Linked DNA regions of Mus musculus: regions 1, 2, 3, 4, 5 and 7 are each linked to region 6. A link is a contact called in public Hi-C and promoter capture Hi-C data. All regions are on one chromosome and are shown on one strand. The core of a region is the stretch at or near the end of the contact, and the rest is flanking DNA. Distances in the headings are between cores, read along the strand shown. Region 1 holds the start of Tyro3 (TYRO3 protein tyrosine kinase 3). Region 2 holds the start of Mapkbp1 (mitogen-activated protein kinase binding protein 1). Region 3 holds the start of Ltk (leukocyte tyrosine kinase). Region 4 holds the start of Mga (MAX gene associated). Region 5 holds the start of Mfap1b (microfibrillar-associated protein 1B). Region 6 holds the start of Cdan1 (congenital dyserythropoietic anemia, type I (human)). Region 7 holds the start of Serf2 (small EDRK-rich factor 2).

The links. Promoter capture Hi-C pulls out the DNA fragments that hold promoters and counts their contacts. Hi-C and Micro-C count contacts between places; a contact is called where the count stands out from the background.
Region 1: a contact with region 6 is called in a promoter capture Hi-C map of liver, with 5 times the contacts expected there. The contact joins the promoter of Tyro3 here to the promoter of Cdan1 in region 6. A contact is called at or near these places in 2 of 39 promoter capture datasets (both in liver), 1 of 115 datasets of contacts at active chromatin or transcription factors (astrocytes) and 1 of 9 other capture datasets (liver).
Region 2: a promoter capture Hi-C map of liver shows a contact between it and region 6, with 5 times the contacts expected there. The contact joins the promoter of Mapkbp1 here to the promoter of Cdan1 in region 6. A contact is called at or near these places in 4 of 39 promoter capture datasets (hippocampal neurons, liver and pre-B cells), 1 of 115 datasets of contacts at active chromatin or transcription factors (astrocytes) and 1 of 9 other capture datasets (adipose tissue).
Region 3: a promoter capture Hi-C map of liver shows a contact between it and region 6, with 5 times the contacts expected there. The contact joins the promoter of Ltk here to the promoter of Cdan1 in region 6. A contact is called at or near these places in 4 of 39 promoter capture datasets (hippocampal neurons, liver and pre-B cells), 1 of 115 datasets of contacts at active chromatin or transcription factors (embryonic forebrain) and 2 of 9 other capture datasets (adipose tissue and liver).
Region 4: a Hi-C map of erythroblasts shows a contact between it and region 6, with 5 times the contacts expected there. The contact joins the promoter of Mga here to the promoter of Cdan1 in region 6. A contact is called at or near these places in 1 of 39 promoter capture datasets (pre-B cells), 1 of 484 Hi-C or Micro-C datasets (erythroblasts), 1 of 115 datasets of contacts at active chromatin or transcription factors (memory CD8 T cells) and 1 of 9 other capture datasets (liver).
Region 5: a promoter capture Hi-C map of liver shows a contact between it and region 6, with 3 times the contacts expected there. The contact joins the promoter of Mfap1b here to the promoter of Cdan1 in region 6. A contact is called at or near these places in 2 of 39 promoter capture datasets (both in liver).
Region 7: a contact with region 6 is called in a promoter capture Hi-C map of fetal liver, with 6 times the contacts expected there. The contact joins the promoter of Serf2 here to the promoter of Cdan1 in region 6. A contact is called at or near these places in 6 of 39 promoter capture datasets (the C10 cell line, fetal liver, hippocampal neurons and 2 more), 4 of 115 datasets of contacts at active chromatin or transcription factors (embryonic stem cells, memory CD8 T cells, pancreatic cancer cells and 1 more) and 1 of 9 other capture datasets (liver).

What each region holds. Positions count from the first base shown.
Region 1 is chr2:119,798,244-119,801,115 of GRCm38.p6, forward strand. It overlaps Tyro3 (TYRO3 protein tyrosine kinase 3), which reads left to right and starts at 1,271. Exons shown (of 19, transcript NM_019392.2): 1 at 1,271-1,640. The coding sequence starts at 1,547.
Region 2 is chr2:119,971,444-119,974,313 of GRCm38.p6, forward strand. It overlaps Mapkbp1 (mitogen-activated protein kinase binding protein 1), which reads left to right and starts at 1,256. Exons shown (of 30, transcript NM_011941.3): 1 at 1,256-1,725. The coding sequence starts at 1,609.
Region 3 is chr2:119,758,903-119,762,043 of GRCm38.p6, forward strand. It overlaps Ltk (leukocyte tyrosine kinase), which reads right to left and starts at 1,529. Exons shown (of 20, transcript NM_203345.2): 1 at 1,350-1,529; 2 at 655-798; 3 at 393-564; 4 at 1-4. The coding sequence starts at 1,392.
Region 4 is chr2:119,895,808-119,898,613 of GRCm38.p6, forward strand. Mga (MAX gene associated) reads left to right here and starts at 1,421. Exons shown (of 24, transcript NM_013720.2): 1 at 1,421-1,539.
Region 5 is chr2:121,472,717-121,475,607 of GRCm38.p6, forward strand. It overlaps Mfap1b (microfibrillar-associated protein 1B), which reads right to left and starts at 1,307. Exons shown (of 7, transcript NM_001081975.3): 1 at 1,118-1,307. The coding sequence starts at 1,196. It also overlaps the pseudogene Gm14018.
Region 6 is chr2:120,730,046-120,732,836 of GRCm38.p6, forward strand. It overlaps Cdan1 (congenital dyserythropoietic anemia, type I (human)), which reads right to left and starts at 1,472. Exons shown (of 28, transcript NM_026891.2): 1 at 1,367-1,472; 2 at 657-1,147; 3 at 254-460; 4 at 1-54. The coding sequence starts at 1,456. Ttbk2 (tau tubulin kinase 2) reads right to left here. Exons shown (of 16, transcript NM_001024856.2): 16 at 2,771-2,791.
Region 7 is chr2:121,447,703-121,450,847 of GRCm38.p6, forward strand. It overlaps Serf2 (small EDRK-rich factor 2), which reads left to right and starts at 1,496. Exons shown (of 3, transcript NM_011354.3): 1 at 1,496-1,739; 2 at 2,273-2,381; 3 at 3,019-3,145. The coding sequence starts at 1,733. The coding sequence ends at 3,082.

The DNA.
Region 1 (2,872 bases), core at 21-2,520, 930 kb before region 6:
TCCTAGAGTTCCCAAGAAAATTGGCAGAGCGCTCAGCAGGAAGTCAGGCCCCTCCGATCCAACTGTTGACCAGACTTGCCAAGAGTCTTCCTATCCTGCCGCCTGGGGGCGCCCCCAGCTGGGTCTGCGGCTGCCGCCAGCACTGCTGTTATCATTAAGATAATTAATAAACAAGCACTGGTGGGCCAAGTGGAGGAAGAGGGAGGCTCCTGCTGCTCAGGAGAATCCCTGGAAAGATCCAGTGAGTATGGGACGTCTCACTGGCTAGTTCTTTCTCCCCATCCAGGACCCCTGGAAAGCGCCTGTTGTGGGTTGTCCTCCAGGGGCCAAGAAGAGGTGAGGACAAGAGGAGGACTTGGCAGGTGCGATTTGGAACCAGCTCTGCATCTTCCTGACAGGATGTCTGTGGGCAGGCCACCTCCAGTGATTACTGGTTGTGGAGCAGGCAATTATTCATTCTTTTAACAAGGATCTGCCTATTTATTTATGGAGTGCCTACTGTGCGCAAGGTGGTCTACTAATAATAGCAGATGTTTCACTAGCTAGTATGAAGACAATGCCAATGTTCACACTATGTCCCAGAAGTGGAGGGGTGGAAAGAGGAAGCAAGAAAGAAGAATGATACCCTCGAAAATCACGGTGATTTTGCTTTGGCCTTCGTAGGCTAGCAGTGGGGATGGACACCTAAGAATTACGAAACAGATCTTGGAAAACTCTAGATGGACGACAAACTGGAAAACACTCTGGGAAGATGGGCTGGGGAGAATGGTCTTTCGATAGGAGAATACTTGGCGATTAAAGGTAGGCTACAAAGATCGAAAAAGAAAAAAAAAACTGGGTGAAAAGCTCAAGCAAAGAGGTACAGGGATGCTAGTAGTTTCTCGGGGAGCTGTTCCAGCCGTCTTGGGGACACCTGAGGGTTGCTGTGTCTAGTAGGTGCTTTGTGTTCTGAGAGGGCTGTGTCGGAGTCTGAGGTCAGGATTTAGAACAGTGTTGGGGTGTGGCAGGAGCTTCCAAGAGGGGTTCTGAGGAGAGGATGGGGTGCCCCGCTGGAGACTGGAAAGTATTTGGGGAAGGAGGGGCGTGGCCGGGTGCCTGTCCAGGGAGCGAGGCAGGTCCTCCGCAGCGGCAGCGGAGTGGCCAGGGCGCGGGTCCCGCTGCGCCTTCTGGAGGTGGGCGGGAGGTCGGGCGGTAAGGGCTGAGGTTAGCGCTCGGCTCTCGCCACCGGGGCTGCGCGGGGGAGGGGGAGGGCGGCACGAGCTCCGCGGAGGGCGGGCGGGCGGGCCGGGAGGAGGCGGCGGCTCGCAGAAGAACATGAATCAGCGGCGGCGGCGGCGGCGGCTGTGGAAGGAGCGCGGTGGCCCAGCCGCAGCCCCGGGGACTCCTCGCTGCTGACGGCGGTGGCCGCGGCTCTAGGCGGCCGCGGGTCCGGGACGCCCGGGCCGAGCGCCGCCCCCCGCCCCTCCCGCGGGCCTCCCGCCCCTCCTCCGCCACCCTCCTCTCTGCGCTCGCGGGCCGGGCCCGGCATGGTGCGGCGTCGCCGCCGATGGCGCTGAGGCGGAGCATGGGGTGGCCGGGGCTCCGGCCGCTGCTGCTGGCGGGACTGGCTTCTCTGCTGCTCCCCGGGTCTGCGGCCGCAGGTAGGGGTGGCCCGGGAGGCGGCGGGAAGCGGGGGGCTGCTGAGCCGCACGACTGAGGGGCGCAGCCCGGGGACGGCAGCGGGCGAGACCCGGGCCTGGGCCGGCCAGAGGTTGGGGTCGGTGGCCGGGGCTGGAAGGCCGAGACTAGGACGCAGCGGGTGTTGGCTGCCAGACCTCCGGCCGCGGCCCCCGCCCCCAACTTTCTCGCGCCCGGGGCTGGCTGGGTGCAAAGGAAGGGAGTGGGGGGTGTGGGCAGTCGGGGGTGCTTAGGACTGTATTTTCCCGCCTCTATGTTCCTAGTAGTCTGCTCCCTTTTCCCCAGTCCTAAGGACCCATTCTGCCTTCCGCACACCCCCGAGGTCCCACTTTGAAACTACAGGATCTGGGTTTGAGCACCCAGGGTTGTGAAGGTGCTGGATTCTAAAATACCTCTGCCCGTACTCTAGTTCCTGTGGCCCTTGGCGCTCCCGGAAACCCGAATGTTGAGTAGCTTGGGTTGGGTGAAGGTTACTGCTTCTTGTGAAGATTAGCTTTACGTTGCCACACAGCCACAGAGGCATTTCCCCGAGGCAGGAGGGCAGCACCTTTGCCTTCAAGTTCACACGCACACATCAGGGTGCAGAGGGGTGTGAAGCTATGTCTCCTTGTCCTGTGAGGGTGAGTGGGAAGGGTAGAGAGACAGGCGCCCCCCCCCTCCCCCGGCAGCAGCCATCCAACAAGCATTTCTTAAAAACTGAGTTCTTTGCCACATTAGCCTTGAAAGGAAAGGAAGCTAAAGAGTGGAAAGTATATGCAGGCTCCGAGGTGCGTATCAGATGCTCAGAGAGCCCAGGAATTTACCTAGGGTTACACAGTAAGGAGCAGAAAGAACAGGTCTGGATTTCCTTTATGCAGATTCTTCACCTGCCCATCTGTTTAATACATGCCAGGAGGGTGTGTGTGTGTGGGCGTGTGTTTGTGTGTGTCTACCCTTGCCTGAAGAGGGTAAGATTTTAATAAGTGGGCCCTGTTGATGCCACAGTAGCTCCGGGGTCTTGGGGCTTCTGCTTAGGGCCCCACCCCTCCCTTCTGCCTCCCGTCTTCCTAGCACCCGCCCCAGCACACATTCAGGTATTAATAGAGCAGGCGGCTGCCAGGAAGGCTGCCATGTGTTTGATCTGACGTGGTTTTGTAGCCATATGTTCTCCACTTCAGGGGAGCATTCCCTCCTTCCCTCTTCTCAACCTCCCTTC
Region 2 (2,870 bases), core at 6-2,505, 760 kb before region 6:
AAATTAAACCTGAGTCTTATGAAAAGAAGCCAGCGCTCTTAATCACCAATCCATCTGTCCAGCGCTCCCCAACCCCCAAGGTAATTTCTTGAAGTAGTAGCTAGATGAAAAATTCTAGCCAACTTACAAATCTATGAAGCATGAGTATGTGGTATTTCCCCTATCTCCATGAGCTAGAACAAAACAAAACAAACAAAACCTGATAGCAGCAAACTTTGACATCGGTGTCAGCCCTAGGGGTGTTTGCAATTTTTGAAAAGACAGAAAAGATCTGGAGTAGCAAAAATACTGTTAATGCTGTTAACAGTATTTCTTGTTAAATGCTATAAGGACGTTGGCAGCTAAGGAAATGATGGATTATATCATGGGTGCCTTTTCAGTTCACAACCTACCCTAAGGCTCTATTTTGAGGCTTGAGTCTTCCATCACTGATAGATTAAGTTCAAAAGTGTGTAAATTGAGTTACTCTGCGTGAGTCATTGTGTTAGGCTGGCCGGAATCAGAAACGATTCCAACTGCGTTAAATCCCAGCACTTGGAATGGAAAGGAGTTCTTTTGGCAGCATCCCAAACCCCCCCCCTCCTTTTTTTTTTTTTTTTTTTTTTTTTTTATGAGTTAGGAATTAAATTTCAGCCGTAATCTCCTAGGCCCACCAAATATCAATCTTAGGCCTGGAGGCGTGGTTATCAAAGTTCTCTAAGAGGACCATGCCTGATAATACCGTAAAAGGCCAGGTTCTCTCAATTCTAAAGCAATATTACATTGACCTTCCTTTAGGAGCGGTACCCACAATTATACTGTGCAGAATCCGAGACCTCTGCGTTCTTGGTTCATTCCTTGGTTCCGCCCCCATAGGCATCAGTCGTCCAATCGGGAACCAATCTGCCACAGACCGCACCCCCTTTACTAGGCCCCGCCCTCCCAGCGCAGCTCGGCCCAGGCTCTAGTTCGCGTTTTGAGCCGCTGGTGCCACCATAGCTACTGCTGCGGCTGCGGCAGCAGAGCTGAAGCCGTCGATCGCGATGCCGGAGGGCGCTGTGAGCTGGGCCCCAGCGAACGGGGGCGCTGACGAGTAGTAGGGTTTCTGAAGTAGGCAGTGGGTGTGGGGGGCTAAAACGGAGCTCCCAAGACTCGGGTGCGGGAGGGAGCTTCTCGCATCGGCTCGGGCCAGCGTGAGCCCGGCGGCCAGCTCGGTGCTTCGGCCCCTTGCCCAGTGGCTTCGGAGGCCTCCTCCCTTGGACACCTCAGTTACCATGGGAACACTTGGGCTGTAACCGGCGCCCGACTGGTCACTAGTTCATCCGATTCTTCAGTTAAACGCCTCTGGCAGGTGTGGGCCTGACATTTCTTCACTCCAGGGGTCGTCCTCCCCTTGTAAAAAAAAATCTAGCAGGCTAGGGTGGGGATGGGGAGTGGGAAAGCGCAGGGCAATGCCCAGAGTAAGAGTTGGTGACAAGCAGAAGACACCTACTGTGATGATAAGGTTGCTTCTGCCATCTCAGGCCAGTGAAAGTGCATATCCGAAGGCTGTGTTGAACGAGAAGGCAGTACCGCTGTTGAGACAAGTCCAAAGGCTAGGCCAGGGACTGTCCTTAGGGGCTCCTCGTTATGATGGCTGGAGAAGGGTCAACCATTACTAGCCGTATCAAGAACTTGCTGAGGTCTCCATCCATCAAATTACGCAGAAGTAAAGCAGGAAACCGGAGAGAGGACCTCAGCTCCAAGGTGAGTCCTGTTGGGAGCCACCTCTTACCTACTCTGTCCTCTCCTGCACTTCGTTCCTTTTTTTTACCTTTCTCTTTCTTGAGGGGCAGGAAGGGGGTGGAAGAATGAAATTTCTCTGTTGGCTTTAAAAGATCATATACGCTTATCTTTGACGACCTGATTTGAAGTTGGAAGAACAGCAGGCGTGGGTGGGCATGCTGAGACGCAGCCATGGCTTGAAGAAGGGCATAGGAAGGCAAACTGGGTTTAACAGGGCCTCAGTTTAAACTAAGTGTGTGCTTGGGAAACAAGTTGACATTTTATGACTCAGTTTCTCTTCTTAGAAGAGTACAGTGAGATCACATATTCTGTAAAGGACCTAGCTGTGACTAATGTATTAGTGTAACAGTTGGGGTTATAATGCCAGACTGTACAACAGAAAGAATATACTAATACACTTCATCTAAGAGAGCAAAACAATTTTTTGACAAGCTTAGTGATGCATGCCTGTAATCCCAGCACTAGGGAGTCAGAGGCAAGTTCAGCCTGGTCTATATAACAATTTCCAGGGGGAGCCAGGGCTACATAGTGATACCCTGTCATGTTCAAAGATGTAGAAGATTGGGCTGGCAAGATTGGACTGGTAGAGACCTTTGCCAACAAGCCTGATCTGATTTTGATTCCTCGGACCCACATGGTGGAAGGAGTAAACCAACTCCTGGAAGTAGTTCTCTGATCTCCACATGTGCATGCACATATGCAGGGGAAGAAATAAATGTAAAATGGTTTATCTCTTTAAGATACTTAAGTTGCTGGGCTAGAGCGATGGCTCAGTGGTTAAGAGCATTGGCTGCTCTACCAGAGGTCCTGAGTTCAATTCCCAGCAACCACATGGTGGCTCACAACCATTTATAATGAGGTCTGATGCCCTCCCTCTTCTGGCATGCAGGTGTACATGCAGATAGAGCAATCATATCCATAATATAATATAAATAAAGATACTTAAGTTGCTTTAACTGGAACGTCTTGGTTTCTCGTGATAACATGAAGGAGCCACGTGTGTGTGCCAGAAAGGCAGCTCTCCTGGTCTGTCCTTGTGGCACTGCTCATTCTGAGCATTGTATGCCAGCATCCTTCTTCTGGGCAGACGTTCATCCATCTTCCAT
Region 3 (3,141 bases), core at 279-2,778, 970 kb before region 6:
GATCCTGCAGGAGGAGAGAGCACCGGTCCGCGTCTCAGTCCTAGGCGCCTCGGTCCTGGACCAGGCGGCGGCTCAAGGTCGGGAACCCGTGGCCGGAAAGCTTCTTCCTAAGGGACTTAGATGGACTGTGAAGGGATGGGGAAGAACCGAGTTTTGGGTTGGGTTCCACGAGTATTTCAAGAGCGTTAACGGAGATGGCTGGAATCATCCAGCCCCATCTTCAGCCACCGTTGATTGGGCGGCCGTCCTGACGATGGTTAACTTAGGAGGAGGACAGACAATCGAAGTGACTGACACTAGACTTCTCTGCGGAATGTTTTAAGATAACTTCCCTGGTCTGTAGAACCTCAGCCTAAGAGGTGATTGCCACCCTCTTCCTGCTGGGCACTTACAGATACTGGCCTGTGTCTGGCACCCGCCACAGCTGCACGCCTTTGAGCGGCCCGGCAGCCCCCACTGTCACCATCACGCTGCTTCCTGTGTATGCCCCATCGCACTGTGTTTGTGTGGGTCCGCTCCTGCCGCTGGCGCCACAGGTGTTAAACACCCAAGGCCCCCGTGTGCCTAGGTACAAAGGGAGAAGGAAAAAGTTCCTCTCCAGGCCTAGGGATCTGGAGATGGTGAACCAAGAAAAGGGAGGAGCCTGAAACTCACCTAGAGGATTTGGGAGGGAAGCTGGCTCCAATTTACTGGGTGTGGGGGTGACTTTCTGCTCCTGGGAATTGAGTACCAGCACCGGCAAAAGCGAAGGTGTTAGAAAAGGTGTCTGGAACTCCGAGTTGGAGCAAAGAATAGTTCCTGAAAGGTGACAGGAAGAAGGGTTAGATGATGCAGAATGTGACAGGGGAGACATAAGAGATGGATAGCCACTCAGCAGTACCCTGCTTCCAGCCACACCCCGAATGCCGCCCAGCTGGTGCATACAGAGGCTGAAGCTAGACACCTACCACCCAACCGGGTTTCCCAAGCCTTGCAAGGTGTCTACATATATCATGACATATACATATATCTACATATATACATATATATATATATACATATATATATATATATATATATACATATATGTCTACATATATCATTCCAGAGCTCTCATGGAGTGACTTGGGGGCTGCACCGCTCTCTGTTGTACAGCACCCCACCACCTCTCCTCTCTCTAGCTTCCTCCCAAGTAGTGCCAAGGCCCCATCTGATTCTTAGATTCGGACGTGCTCCGCACCTTTCTTGCTGTACTCTAAAAGCACAAGGCCACCTTAGAAGGAACCATTGAGACCTGGTCTGTTGCTAATGCAGCCCCAAATCTAGTTGTCTCTGGTTGGCTGGTACCCTGACCACCAAACAGCACTTACCAGCAGCTCCCAGCCACAGCAGCAGCCGGTGGGAGCAGCCCATCGCCCAATCCCTTGGTTCCAGCAAAGGATGATGGTTGAGAACTCGATTCCCTAGCTGCAGTTTATAGGCGTGTCAGCAGTCTCAGAGCTATCACCACTACCCTGCCGACTTCCAACTGGCCTGTATACACTCACGTCAGACCCGGGAAATAGAAGGAAAAGGCGGAGCATGAGGACAGCGAGGTCCCCAGGCTTCTGGGAGGAGCCTTGCTGAGCTGAAGGGCTCTAGTCCCCACCTATGGCACACCAACAAACTAGTGAGTTCCTGGTAGGAGAAAAAGTTGACTCTACATTATACCTTTGTGATAGGCTGGACAGCACCTAGTACATGGCAGTAGCTTTTGTGGGTCTCAGGATAGCATCAATAGTGAATGGCTTTATTGGTGTCAGTGTTAGTTTAAGTGCATGATCACACATGGGAAGTATGTAGAGCCTCCAAAAATCCACCTGCCTCTGCCTCCTGGGTGATGGCGACTAAACTGTCCCCCATAAGGCATTATTGCTTGCCATTGCTGTGTCCCTTTCTGACCATGAGGCAGGACATCCCAGTACCTCAGAATCATGACTTTCTGAGTTTGTTGCACACTGTTCCTGTGGACAATTTCTTACTGCCATGACTGGATAAGGTGTTGAAAAATGTGGACAGTGTTGCTCACATTTGTAACCCAGCACCTGCCAAGTGGAGATGGGACCCCAAGTTCAGTGTTATCTTCTGCTTTCAAACTGGATGCCAGCCTGGACTTACATGAGACTTCCTCTCAAAAAGCTAATAGATATGTTAAAAAGATGTCAGAAGCCGGGTGGTGGTGGCGCATGCCTATGATCCCAGCACTTGGGAGGCAGAGGCAGATTTCTGAGTTCGAGGCCAGCCTGGTCTACAAAGTGAGTGCCAAGACAGCCAGGGGTACACAGAGAAACCCTGTCTCTGAAAGAGAAAAAAAAAAAAAAAGATGTCAGAAGATTCAAGTGCTAGCATTCCCAGGCAATGCAGAGTGGCTCAGCCACAGGCCACCAACTGCAAAATCACATGGAAGGATAGTTTTGTGTATTGTGTCCTTTATCTTTTGTTCAAAATGCTAATGTTAAGCCAGGCATGGTGGCTCATGCCTGTAATTCCTGCACTTGGAAGGCTGAAGCAGCAGGATTGCTATGAGTCCCCTCAAAACAAAAACAAAATCTTCCTACCAGAATAAATCTTTTGCAAAGGATCTCAGCTATCTGTAGAAGAGTGCAAATTTCTTTTTTTTAATTAATTTATTTGTTCAGCGCCCCACCCCCAGCCTCTCCCCTCAAGGTTCCTAATTTCTAATCCATGGGTATAAACCACCCAGGAGGCTAAAATCCCACCAGGGTCATTAGCACTGCACAAATAATGGTCTTGTGGGTTGCCTGACTCCCTGCCCTCTGCCGGCCTCCAAGGGGGAAAGCAAAGGTTACAGGAGGAGTTTCTTTGGGAGGAGGCAACTAAGGGAAGAACCATCCCAATAAACACATACTGGACTTAAAAAAACCCAAAAAACTAAGTCAATGACTGAAGCCTAAACGCTAAAGATGTTTTTACTTCTAAAAACTGAAGCTGGGCCTATCAGGTAACTAGCTAATTAGTAAATTCTGAGTATCTAATACTAACTCTAGCTACGGTAGATTTTATAAAAATGGAGAACTCATGACCCACTGAGTTCTATAGATATCACCATCACTCTCTTTCATGGATAAAATTTTGTTTTAATAAGCTAAAGAAAGGAACTGG
Region 4 (2,806 bases), core at 171-2,670, 830 kb before region 6:
CTTCTAAGATCTTGAATGGTTTTCCTGAATCATGGATTTCAGAAGTCTGTAAACTTTAGTTCAGTTTCTGCCTATGTGTTGCGTATCTCCTCAGGAATAAATAGCTAAGTGAAACGAAGCAAGTCAGATCAACCCTGTTGGCTATCCTTGTCCTTCCTCTTGGCTCCATCCTTACATTCTTGGTTTCCTTCAAAGTGTTTGTATTGTCACTTAGCACAAAATAAGTTTTTCTATTATCTCTTGAGAGTGAAAAGTTTGGGAATATGGACTGCATTTTATGTTTTCTACTTAATTATTTCGTAATTACTCCTTTTCACTTTAAACATTTACTGGTAGGTTAGCAGCATGAAAGTAGTAAATGGTAGAGAAAAAAACCTAAAATTTTTGATGTTTGGTTGAGAATTATTGCTCTCTGACTTAGTTTGGCAATTGTCTGACATACTTGTTGGTTAATGTTTTCTTTACATTTTTAAGCTTCATTGTCTTGAAGAAGCAACAACAACAACAAAAATATACATTGTTGGTTAATGTTTTCTTTACATTTTTAAGCTTCATTGTCTTGAAGAAGCAACAACAACAACAAAAATATTCTTGACCATTTCTTTTTAAGACATCTTTCATCTTGGTATCAGGCAATTTAGTGGCAGCTCTTTTTCCTTTATAGAACCTTTCTTTGCTTTGCTTTTCATTCCAGCACGGTGTCTTGGCAGCCTAGCCTACTCTGGAACGTGAACTCACTATAGAATTCAGGTTAGCCTCGAACTCGCAGCAATCCTGCTTCAGCCTCAGTGTTGAGAATATAGGCATAAACTTCCATTCTCTGCGCTCAACAAGGCTTTCTCGAATTTTCCTAGTGTTCTTTGTTGGCGAATATTGGAAAATTGCTTACTCTTCTTTCGTGGTGTTTGCTTCAAGCTTTTCCAGTGTTCTGGTACTTTCCAACCCCATAGCACTTTGTACAGGAGGTCCTCCGTTTTTTTTTTTTTTTTTTTTTTTTTTTTGAAGGATTTGCGAAGCCAGGAGGTCTATGAAGCTTCATGTGGGTGGGGCTGGGTACGGCAGGGGCGGGGCCGGTGAGAAGTCTCTGGGAAAGGCTGAAGAGTCTTGTTGGGAAAGGCCTGGAGGGCAGTGGTTTCAGAATTTTCACGAAGGCTTCGAATACAGGATTGAGCGTATTGTGTACCTCTCTCCTGTCTCTCCTTTCCTGATTCTGGAAGCTTCATAAGTTCTTTCTGGATTACTAAAATGCGAAAAGGCTACGGCTTCGGCTCCGTGGGCGGAACCCAAGGGTCCTGACGCTGCTCCGGGCTGTTTGGCCTCCTGATGTTGGGGGAGGGGCAAAGAGGTGCTGCTCGCGCCTCCCTATGCGCCTGCGCGGTCGGCTCCAAGCTGGTAGGAGCGCGTGCGCAGTGACGTGGACATCCGGTGCGTGCGCAGGCTCTTCAGCTGAAGCGGACACACGGTGTGCGAACCCTTCAGAATAACCCTCCCCTAGAGGGATGTGAAGGACTCGGGGTGAGGCCGGCCACGCCCCGCACGGTAACTCTCGGGCCTGGGTGGAGGGCGTCGCTTCAATAGTGGCCCGATTGGAGTTTTTTTGAGTTTAAACCACTTGTGTATTTGAACGGCTTGCCCAGCGTTCCGCAGAGAGAGCTTCGCACGCCTGGGCCTGGCTGGGCCTTACGCTGTGCAGCCTTTGGTCCCTTGAGCGAGTTGCGCATGTCATCTCGCACGCCTCCCCGACCTCACTTCCGTGTCGCTCGGAGAACTAACTAGGAACATCGACGCCGGAGACCGAGACCACGAGGCGGGCGGGGTGAGAAGTGCCTACGGCACGGCCCTGCCCTCGCGTGCGTGGGGTGTTGAACAGCATGGCACGTTCCGCGTGACGATTTCTAGCCTGGTTATCGATGGAATAAGCACAGGTTTTAAGAGTTCAGCTCTCTGAGTTTCAACTCTCCGAGGGAAACAACCAATGTCTGTTTCTCCAAGGAACTGGATGCAGTGTTTTGACACCTATTCAAACATTTCCTAGCGTGTAATTTCGGGTCAAATTGAGGCAAGGCCCCGAATTTAATGAGGGGGCGATGAGTGAGTTGAATGAGAGTGAGAACTTTGTAAACAAAGGAGCTGTGATTTGTAAGTGCTAATTCGAAGGCGGAGAAAACAGGTAGGGAACAGGTGGTGGTTCCTTTTTCTCTTTCTGGGGTAACCTGACTGGTTTTCTGTCCATAGGACTTCCCGTTTCTGTTGAATTTTCAAGTACGTCTTTGAGTCGAGTGTAAGGTGCGCAAGGGCATTAGCCTTCTCTTTCGTTCCCCAAGAATGTCTCTTTTTCTCTGGCAAAAGGATGGTAGCAGGCATGGGTGAAGAGTGCCTGAAGAGTGGCTTGATTAGTAGAACGGGAAAAATCTCCGTCTGAGGGAGACCCACTCTTGTTCGCGTCGCCGAAGCCGACACGTGGATCTTGAGAAGTTAGGGCTCACTTATGCTCAGTCTGTGGGTGTTGTTGAGCTTGCCAAGCTTGCGTGTCCAAGTGCTTGGTCAACTCTGCCTGTCTTGCTGGCTTTTTGCGCACGACGCTGCTGCAGTTAAGGTGCAGGAGAGTAGCGAGAGGACTGCTGGGAAATGGGCTGGCGGGGTGACTAGTTGTGTAGTCTCCAAGGTAACCGAAAGCGGCTGAACAGCCTTAGGAACACAGGGTTCCGCCTGGCTGCACGTGATCCTTGGGACTCTACCCTGGAAGAGTTTTCTTTGCGACATTTTTTTCATGTTTGTGGCTAGCTGAAAAGCGAGTAACTGGAGG
Region 5 (2,891 bases), core at 57-2,556, 740 kb after region 6:
TGACCTCAGGCACAGTAAGGGCAGCTCTCTTCCTAGCTTCTCTCTCTGCGGTGCTGTGGCAGCCTTTACGACCTAACTTAACGTTCTGACTAGCCAGCTTCTACCTTTTCCTCCAGCTCTTGTGCTGAATCGGGAGATCTCTTCTATAACACAAACAGGGTGGAGCTCAAGAGGTGGCTCAGCAGCTAAGAGGCTCTGCTGCTCATACAGAGGTCCTGGATCAATTTTCCAGCATCTGCATGGCAGTCTGTTACAGTCTGATACTCCAGGCCCTCCTCTGGCCTCTGTGGGTACTGCACCCACATGGTGCATATCCATGCATGGAAGCAAAGCATTCATACACTTAAAAATAAACAAACAAAACAATTACAGTGAAAAGAAACACACAACATAGGCCTCTAGCTCACTTTCTTCTTTTTTTTTTTAAAGATTTTATTTATTTATTATATGTAAGTACACTGTAGCCGTCTTCAGACACTCCAGAAGAGGGCATTAGATTTCGTTATGGATGGTTGTGAGCCACCATGTGGTTGCTGGAATTTGAACTCAGGACCTTGGGAAGAGCAGTCGGTGCTCTTAACCACTGAGCCATCTCGCCAGCCCCACTTTCTTCTTATATTTTGATTTTTGTTACTGTTCTGCCTGTGAGCCTGGCCTTTAACGGTTGAGCCATCTATGCAGCATTATTATTATCATCATTTGTAAGGATGCTATGTGTGGATATGTGCACAAGCGTAGGTACTGGCAGAAGCCAGAGGTGTCAGATCTCCCTAGACTTGGGGTCCCAGGTTGTTGTTGAGTCACCTGAAGTGACTGCTGGCAATTGAACTTGCGCCCTGTGGTACAGCAGTACGTCCTCTCAACCGCTGATCTGCCTCTCCAGCCTCCTTTACTTCATATTTCGAGAGAGATCTCCTCACTAAATCGATCAGGTAGATGCAAGTGGATCCCGCTATCCCCTTTCTCTACGCCACCTGTGACTTTAGGCGGGACGCAGGAAGAAACTGCAGCTAGGTTTTAAGGGCCAGCCGAGCTGGCATGGTCGGCGTAAGGCAGGTTTGAGAGATACTCAGGATGAAAGAGTTCAGAGCCAACCGGAGGGGAGGGGAGCCCGTACCTTTCTCGTTTCGAACTGGGACGGCCCCAGCCGTAGACTGGATGGGCGGCTGCTTCATGAGTGCGCTTGGGACCGACATGGTGACGGCTGCCGCGGAGACTCTCCAAAACGGACTCAATCCCAACAACGAAGAGCAAGGAGCAGAACGCCGCGTCCCACAGGCTGTGCTGGACACAGCTGCGCAACTGACAGAAACAACTTCCGGCAGAGGTAGAGGAACCGGAAGTACATAACAGAGGATTGTGGGTAATTGGAGGGCGGCTGAGCGCTGATCGCTTAAAGGGCTAGCTTGAAATTTGTGCGCTTTCCTAAGGCAATTTTCTCGTCTTCAACCGCTCAAGAACTGGAAGGTCCTCCTGTCTGACAGTTGTTTCTTTTGGTTTTGGTAAGGTCCAGGAAGGTTCGGATTAAAGATTTTATTTATTACATTTTAGGAGAGACTGTTGGTGCATACTGTTTAAAGCTAGAAGTGTGGCCGAAAATGATGGTGCACCCCTTTAATCCCAGTAAGAAGCAGAGGCAGGCGGATTTCTGAGTTCGAGGACAGCCTGGTTTACAGAGTGAGTTTCAGGACAGCCAGGGCTACGCAGAGAAACCCTGTTTTGAAAAAACAAAAAAGAAAAAACAAATAAAAAATAAAAAGCTAGAAGTGTAAAGTGTTTCATCCGGATACGTGGGTCACGTCTGTAATCCCAGCATTTGGGAAGGTGAAAGAGGATTGCCGTGTTTTGTAGGCCAGCTTAGGCAACAAGAGAAGACTCTTCAAAAGAAAAAAAAAAAAAAAAAAAGGAGAATCCCTTAGGGGCCAATTGTTGATTTGGACACACATGCCCTTATTCTAGCACTGGAAAGACCGTGGCAGGTGGATTTCTGTAATTGAGGCTAGTCGGTCTACACAGTAAAAATTCTGGGAGGGAGTACAATATTATATAGGACTTTGAAGGTTCTGTTAATATAATTATCAAATTTTTTCACCTGTGTCCTTGCTTGGTGAAGACAGGAAATTGACAAACTTTAGTGAGGATTTTCAATGAGTCAAACAAGGACGAAGCTTACAAGCAGAAAAGCTTTAGAAGGCCAGAGTAGACAAAAATATTTTTGTTGTTGTTGTTATTATTAAAAATGTTTATTGGATTATAACCACATTACCCTCCCATCTAAATTAAGGGGGGGAGCCCCAAAGATATACATAAAAATAAGAAGTTCAAGTTAGAACCCCTCAGAGTTTGTAAACAACTATGCACTAAATGTTAACCTGAGAGAAACAGAAGTGTCTACCTTTAGCAAATTCTGCCGAGTGTGATGGCTCACACCTTTAATCCCAGCACCGGGGAGGCAGAGACAGGCAGATTTCTGAGTTCGAGGCCAGCCTGGTCTACAAAGTGAGAAACCCTTTACAGAGAAACCCTGTCTCGAAAAAACAAAACAAACAAACAAACAAAAACAAAACAAAACAAAAAACCCCAAATTCTTATTATTGGGGTGGGTGAGCCATGCCATATATGATGATCAGAGGACAATAGTGAGAAATGGCCCTTATGGAGGCTCTGGGAGTAAGATAAAGATGCTAGGCTTGGGTGGCAAGCATCCTAACCTGTGCATCATCTCCCTTGTGTTTGAGACAGCGTCTGTTGGACCTGGGCTCTGTGTTCAGGGTAGTCAGTTTGGCCATGGAGCTGCAGAACTCCACTTGTCTTGCATCACCTGTGCTTGAATTCTAATGCCAGCCTTTTAATTTGGGTGCTGGGAATCAAACACAGGTCCTAATGCCAAC
Region 6 (2,791 bases), core at 222-2,721:
CCCGATTCTGGGATGGGAGAGGCTGGGGTAGGTGACTGCTGGAGTTGCTTGGTGCTATGTGAACAGGAGGAGATGTCATGATTAATCAGCCTGGCTTTACCAGCGACATTCACATTCAGGTTCTGCCAGAGAAGACATCAACAGCCCAAGAAGCAAACCCAGAATCCCGAAGGGAGAAATCAAGTTCAGGAAAAATCCCTGCAAGTCCCGCATAAGGAGGAAGTTGACATCCCAGGTGGCGGCAAAGCCATACCGCGCCTTCCTGAGCATCTCCCGCTCCTCTTGCAGACTTCTGCACCCTGGGGGAAGGCCAAGGCCCCAAGGGCTAGTGTCCAGGGTTGAGGGTTGGGAACTGGGGACACAGCTGATTGGGGGTGAGGTGAAGCAGGTCTTGGGCTTGGACAGTGACCGCTCTTCGCTCACCGGAGTTGGGTTGATCCTTCGAGAAGGCTTCGTTCTGCTGAGAGTAGTCACAGTTTTTTGTTTTTTTCCAATTTTCTATCTTCAAGCATCATTCCATCCATAACAGTTGGGCCCCTTTTAAACCCTCCCCCATTGTGGTTTCTTCACCCTCAACCTTCTAACCATCGCGCACTCTACTGTGGGGCACCAAGCTCGGCTTTAGCGAACATCTTGCAATAAGGACCGATTCTCACCCTGCAGAGCCCGGAGGAACGGTGCCTACGGGAGGGAACTCCTCCAAGTTGCTGAGGTTTGGCGGATCAGAGAGCGACAGTCTGGGGCTGCCAGGGCTGCCTGAGCCCTTAGGCTTCCGGCCTCCGGCCCAAGGCGGGCTCTCGCCACTCGCCCCCTCCTCCGCGGCCCCGGAGCCCCGACCGCCTCGTTCGCGGGACGGCCCCGGTCCCGGACCCCGCCTGCGGCCCGCACGGCGGGCCAGAGGTGCCTCGGCGGCGGCGCTGAGGGGCTCGGCTGCAGGGAAAAGCTGGCTGCGCGCCCCACGGCCACCCCGTGCCGGGGCCCCCTGCCTCGCTGGCAAGGCTGCCGAGGCGACTGGGGTCTTGGCGGGGGTTGAGGGGCCCTGCGGGAGGACCCGGCTGCTCTGCTCCCTCAGGAAGTTCAGCAGGAACGGCACGAATTCCTTCCGCAGAGGCCGAAGTGCGCTCAGAGCGGCCACCTCGGAGCTATCCTGAGGAAGAAGCAGAGGTCGCGGGGCGAGAGCGTCAGCTGACAGCGCGGGCCGTCAGCGGCTGAGGCCGCAGGGTGGGCGGCCCGGCAGCGGCGCGCAGAGGAGCGAGCGCCCTTGGCGCGGGCCGTCAGGCAGGGCAGGCTGGGAGAAGGGACTGAAGCATCATCCCCCGCGGGAAGCACATTCCAGGCAGGCTTGAGGGCGTGTCCGCACTGTTACCTCCGAACTCGGGGTGCTGCGCGCGATCCACCGCACGGCGGCTGCGACCGGCACCTCTTCGCGCAGCAGCGACTCTAAAACGGCCGCCATCCCTGTGCAGGCGCTCTGAGGCTACTGAGCAGGCGCACTCGCGCCACGGGCAGCCGGGAGGGGCGGAGCCGGCGACCGGGATCGACCGTTGGACGACGGGGCGGGTCCTTGAGGGGTGGGGCTCTGGCGGCCCGGGAAGATCTGCCCAGCCAGCCAGGCCTGCAGGGCGGCGAGGCGCCTTTCTCTGATTTCCTGGCCCCTGGAGCAATGTGATAAGATGAACTGCCTGAGGAGACCCGGGTCTGAAAGAGGGACCAGACAGGAAAAGTGACCAACTCTAAGAGACCAGCCTATGAGACCAGACACCTGTCATAAGCACAGCCTTAGACCATGACTGTAGAGCTTTTTGAGTCACTCCCTCCTCAACCAAAATAAAGTGAGTAACCTTGTGTTTTGACCTTTTTGTTTTTTCTGAGACATGATTTCTCTGTATAGCCTGGCCACTCTGTAGACCAGGCTGACTTCGACCTCATAGATTATCTTGCCTTTGCTTCCGGAGTGCTGGGATTAAAGGGGTGCGCCCGGCCTACTTAGCTCCCCACCCCTTCCCCTCTTTTACTCAAAAGGCTGACTCTTTACCATTGGCCAACTTTTTCATCAACTGACAATTGAGGACAGAGTTCATGCTGAGGCATGTTATAAAATCATCAAATGTCCATCAGACTTGTATTGAATCCCTTACGTATTGTATTAAAGAGTTTACAGCAGGGGAATATCTCAACTTCTTTTACTTGAGAGGTCAGGATTCATGATTAGCTTCTGGAAGAGTATGGCATTCCTAGACACACTCCCCCGACCCTCCTCCACACACACTGGCTGGTTAACCCTCTGGCTACACTTCCTGTCAGGTCCCTTATTTTGAAAAATATAATAGGCTTTCGGATGATACTCCTTAGTAAAAGGAAAGAAAAAAAAATCAAGATATAGGATCTATAGTTTCCTCCAAAACAAAGTAGCAGTGTATTGGCCCTGTGTTCCTCTCATTCAAAGGAAGACCACTTGGTGATAGGCAGTAGATGGAGCAGGAATCCCTCTAGCATACTGCCAAGGAGAAGAAAAGGGAGTTTTGAAAACTTAATTCTGTGCTGGATTTAGTGGATGCTTGCAATCCCAGTGCTTGGCAGGCAGAGACAGAAGAATATCAAAGTCAGCTTGAACACGCACGTCAGACCCCTGAACCCTGGTGTTCACCTAGCGTCTAAGTTAGCCAAAATGGCCTTCTCTTGGTTGTCTGTCACTTCTGTAACACTTTAGTAGTTTAGGAAATAGTTTTCACTTTTTGAAATCCAAACCATCACACAAATAGCACTAAAGTTTGCATGCGGACTGAATGTT
Region 7 (3,145 bases), core at 246-2,745, 720 kb after region 6:
TTAAAGGCGTGTGCCACCACTGTCTTTTATTATCTTTCTGAGGCAGGGTCTGTCATTGTTTCTGTTGGATTGCTTTTGCTTTGTATTCCAGGCTCACTGGTCCTTGAACTTCCAGAAAATTCTCCCATCTCTACCTCTCTTCTCACTATGGGAGTAGTAGGATTACAGATAACACACCACCATACCTACCATTTTATGAGAGTTCATGGATCCAGTCCTGCGACCCCTTAATAAAGTTCCTTATGTAGTGGTGACCCCCAACCATAGAATTATTTTTTGTTTTTGTTTTTCGAGACAACAGCTGTGTAGCCCTAGCTGTCCTGGAACTCACTCTGTAGACCAGGCTGGCCTCGAACTCAGAAATCCGCCAAGTGCTGGGATTAAAGGCGTGCGCCACCACCGCCCGGCTAGAATTATTTTTAAACTGTAATTTTTCTATTATAAATCGTAGTGTAAATATCTGTGTTTTTCAGTAGTCTTAGGCGACTCTGGTGAAAGAGTGGAGTGAAGTCTCTGAATTCAGCTGCTTAGTGAAGGTACTGGACAGGATAAAGTGCCTCTGGTCAGCAGGAAACGCATCCTACTGTTCTGGTTCATGTTGGGGTTATTTCATGATAGTTTAGCAGAATTCCTGTTGTCTTGGACCTGGGAAGGGAGAGAAGGCTTAACTAATCTTTTCTACAGGGGGCGCGCGCATCTGTGATTCAGCAACCGAAAATAAAGATTTAGTTACCAGCCTGATTTCTCTTACAAACCAAATGTAAGGTTTAGGGGAAATGATACAATGTAGGCACGGTCGAGAGAGAGGAGAGAGGAGGAGAGAGGAGACAGAGAGACAGAGACAGAGAGAGAGAGAGAGAGAGAGAGAGAGAGAGAGAGAGAGAGAGAGAGAAAGAGAGAGATGCAAACTAATAAAATAGGAGCATTCCCTAATCTCGGTTCCTGAAGTAACTCCACAGTCAGATTCGGGTATGCTTCGTCACCCCCAAGGCACATTCAAAGTTTCTGTGGGCAGTCTTAAGTCCAGTTCAGTAGTGGAGATGTGCATGCAGGAGCTCTGGACTCAAGCTCTTGGGAAATGATTGCAGGATCACTTTATGACACACTAAAACTGGCTGCGCTTAGGGGCGAGGAAAGTGGAAAGGGGTTTCCTAATTGTCTGCGTATGTTTTCAGACAACTGTGGCAAGTGTTCGGCCAAGAGGCTCGGAGACCGGGGAACCGCACTAAGTTTAGCTCCAGAGAACTGATAGCACATAACCGGATGAACGACCTAGGAAATCCCGCCCTCACCCCGTCCCGTCCCCGCCCCGCCCCTCCCCCGCGTTCCTTCGGGGCGACTTTGTCAGTCAGTACCCTAAACTGTCCCACATGAGGTCACTTTGCCTAGTCACGTGCCCGGCCCCGTCGGAGCGCCACATCGCCAGCCGCACCCCTCCACCCCCCGGCCACGTGACCCGGCCTAGTTTCTACAGGCTGGGACCCAGCGCTCCGGGGAAGCCCCGCCCCGTGCCAGCGCTCCGCCCGCCGAGCTCCGCTCTTCGCCCTCCGGGACTGGCGCGTGGCACCGCACTCCACGTGTTTCCCCCTGCCCAATGAAAGCGGGCGCCCGGGCGTGAAGGGGCGGGAGGAAGAAGACGACTTGGTGGCGTCGCGCGAAGGGGGCGGGGCCTGCAACGTCGGCCCGAACGAGGGGGACGCAACGGAGGCAGGTTGGAGCCGCTGCCGTCGCCATGACCCGTGAGTGCTGGGACCTTTTCCTCTCTCCCTTTTCTTTCTGCTCTCGCTCCCCGCGCGCCCGGGTGCCGGCGTGTGCGTCCCCTCGGCTTCCCCGGCGGGCGGAAGGGTCTTTAGGGAGCGCTCTCCAGCTGCCTCCCGCCCAGCCGGAAGCGCAGCCCTCTGCACGCCGCCACTTGCGGAGACCCCTGTGTTGGGCGCGGGCCGCCGCCGGCTTTCCGCGCTGGGGAAGCCGGGTTCCCTGAGTGGTGGGCCCCGGCGCGTGCCCGTGAGGCCCCGGCGCGTCCCACACACCGCAGCAGCTGTCTGGGCCCCCGCGCCGCCTCAAACTTGACGCGCGCCGCCAGCAGTCTCGACCGCACCGTCCTCCCGCACCCCCAAGTTAACCTACCCCGGGCAGCCGAAGCCCCGCGATGGGGTCGGCGCTGCGGCGGGGGTTGGGGGGACGGTCGGGGTCCCAGTTGCGGGGAGGAGGGGCGCTGGTGTGTACGTGGAGCGGCTCCGGCGTCTCACTTTGTACCTTCTCTTCTTCTTAGGCGGTAACCAGCGAGAGCTCGCCCGCCAGAAGAACATGAAGAAGCAGAGCGACTCGGTTAAGGGAAAGCGCCGAGATGATGGGCTTTCTGCTGCCGCCCGCAAGCAGAGGTAGCCCCAGGGAGGGAAAAGGAAGGGTCGGGCCGGGACTGGACGGGGAGACCTGGGTTAGAGAAAGGGGTGTACCAGGAGAGAGAGCTATTGCAGGGTCCAAGTCTAGGTTAGATGTGAGGGGCAGAGTGCATTGCTTCCTCTAGGGTTTTATTTCCTCCCCACTCTAAATTGTTAGGTCACAGCCATACAGGAAGGGACTGGGGCGGGTCCCTGTCCGCAGGCTGATTTCTGCGGGCCTTAGTTCTGACCTTAAGGGCAAGGGCAGGGGCTTCACATATCAAGTGTAGTTGTTTTGACAGCCCAGTACTTTTGACCCTCCTTGCTGCTTGTCTCTCCTCCCTCTTCCCGACTTTCTCACTAGTGTTGTTGGGGTGTGGTACTTAGTACAGAATAGAGAGCCTTGGGCCTGAGCGGCCAGACTTCTGACCCCTTGGGCAACAGCCATATGGAGACTGATTGATTGCCTTTTGACCCTTAGCTCTGTTCCTCTTGTTCTCCTAGGGTGGGAATATAGCAGCCATATGCTGAACTTTGTCCCATCCACTTCCATCTTATCCTCTGTACCCTTCATCCCCTGCATCTTGTCCTTTTTGCCCTCTGGTACCTCCCAGTGCCCCATCATCTCTACCCCCAGGGACTCGGAGATCATGCAGCAGAAGCAGAAAAAGGCAAACGAGAAGAAGGAGGAACCCAAGTAGCCTTGTGGCTTCGTGTCCAACCCTCTTGCCCTCCGCCTGTGTGCCTGGAGCCAGTCCCACCAT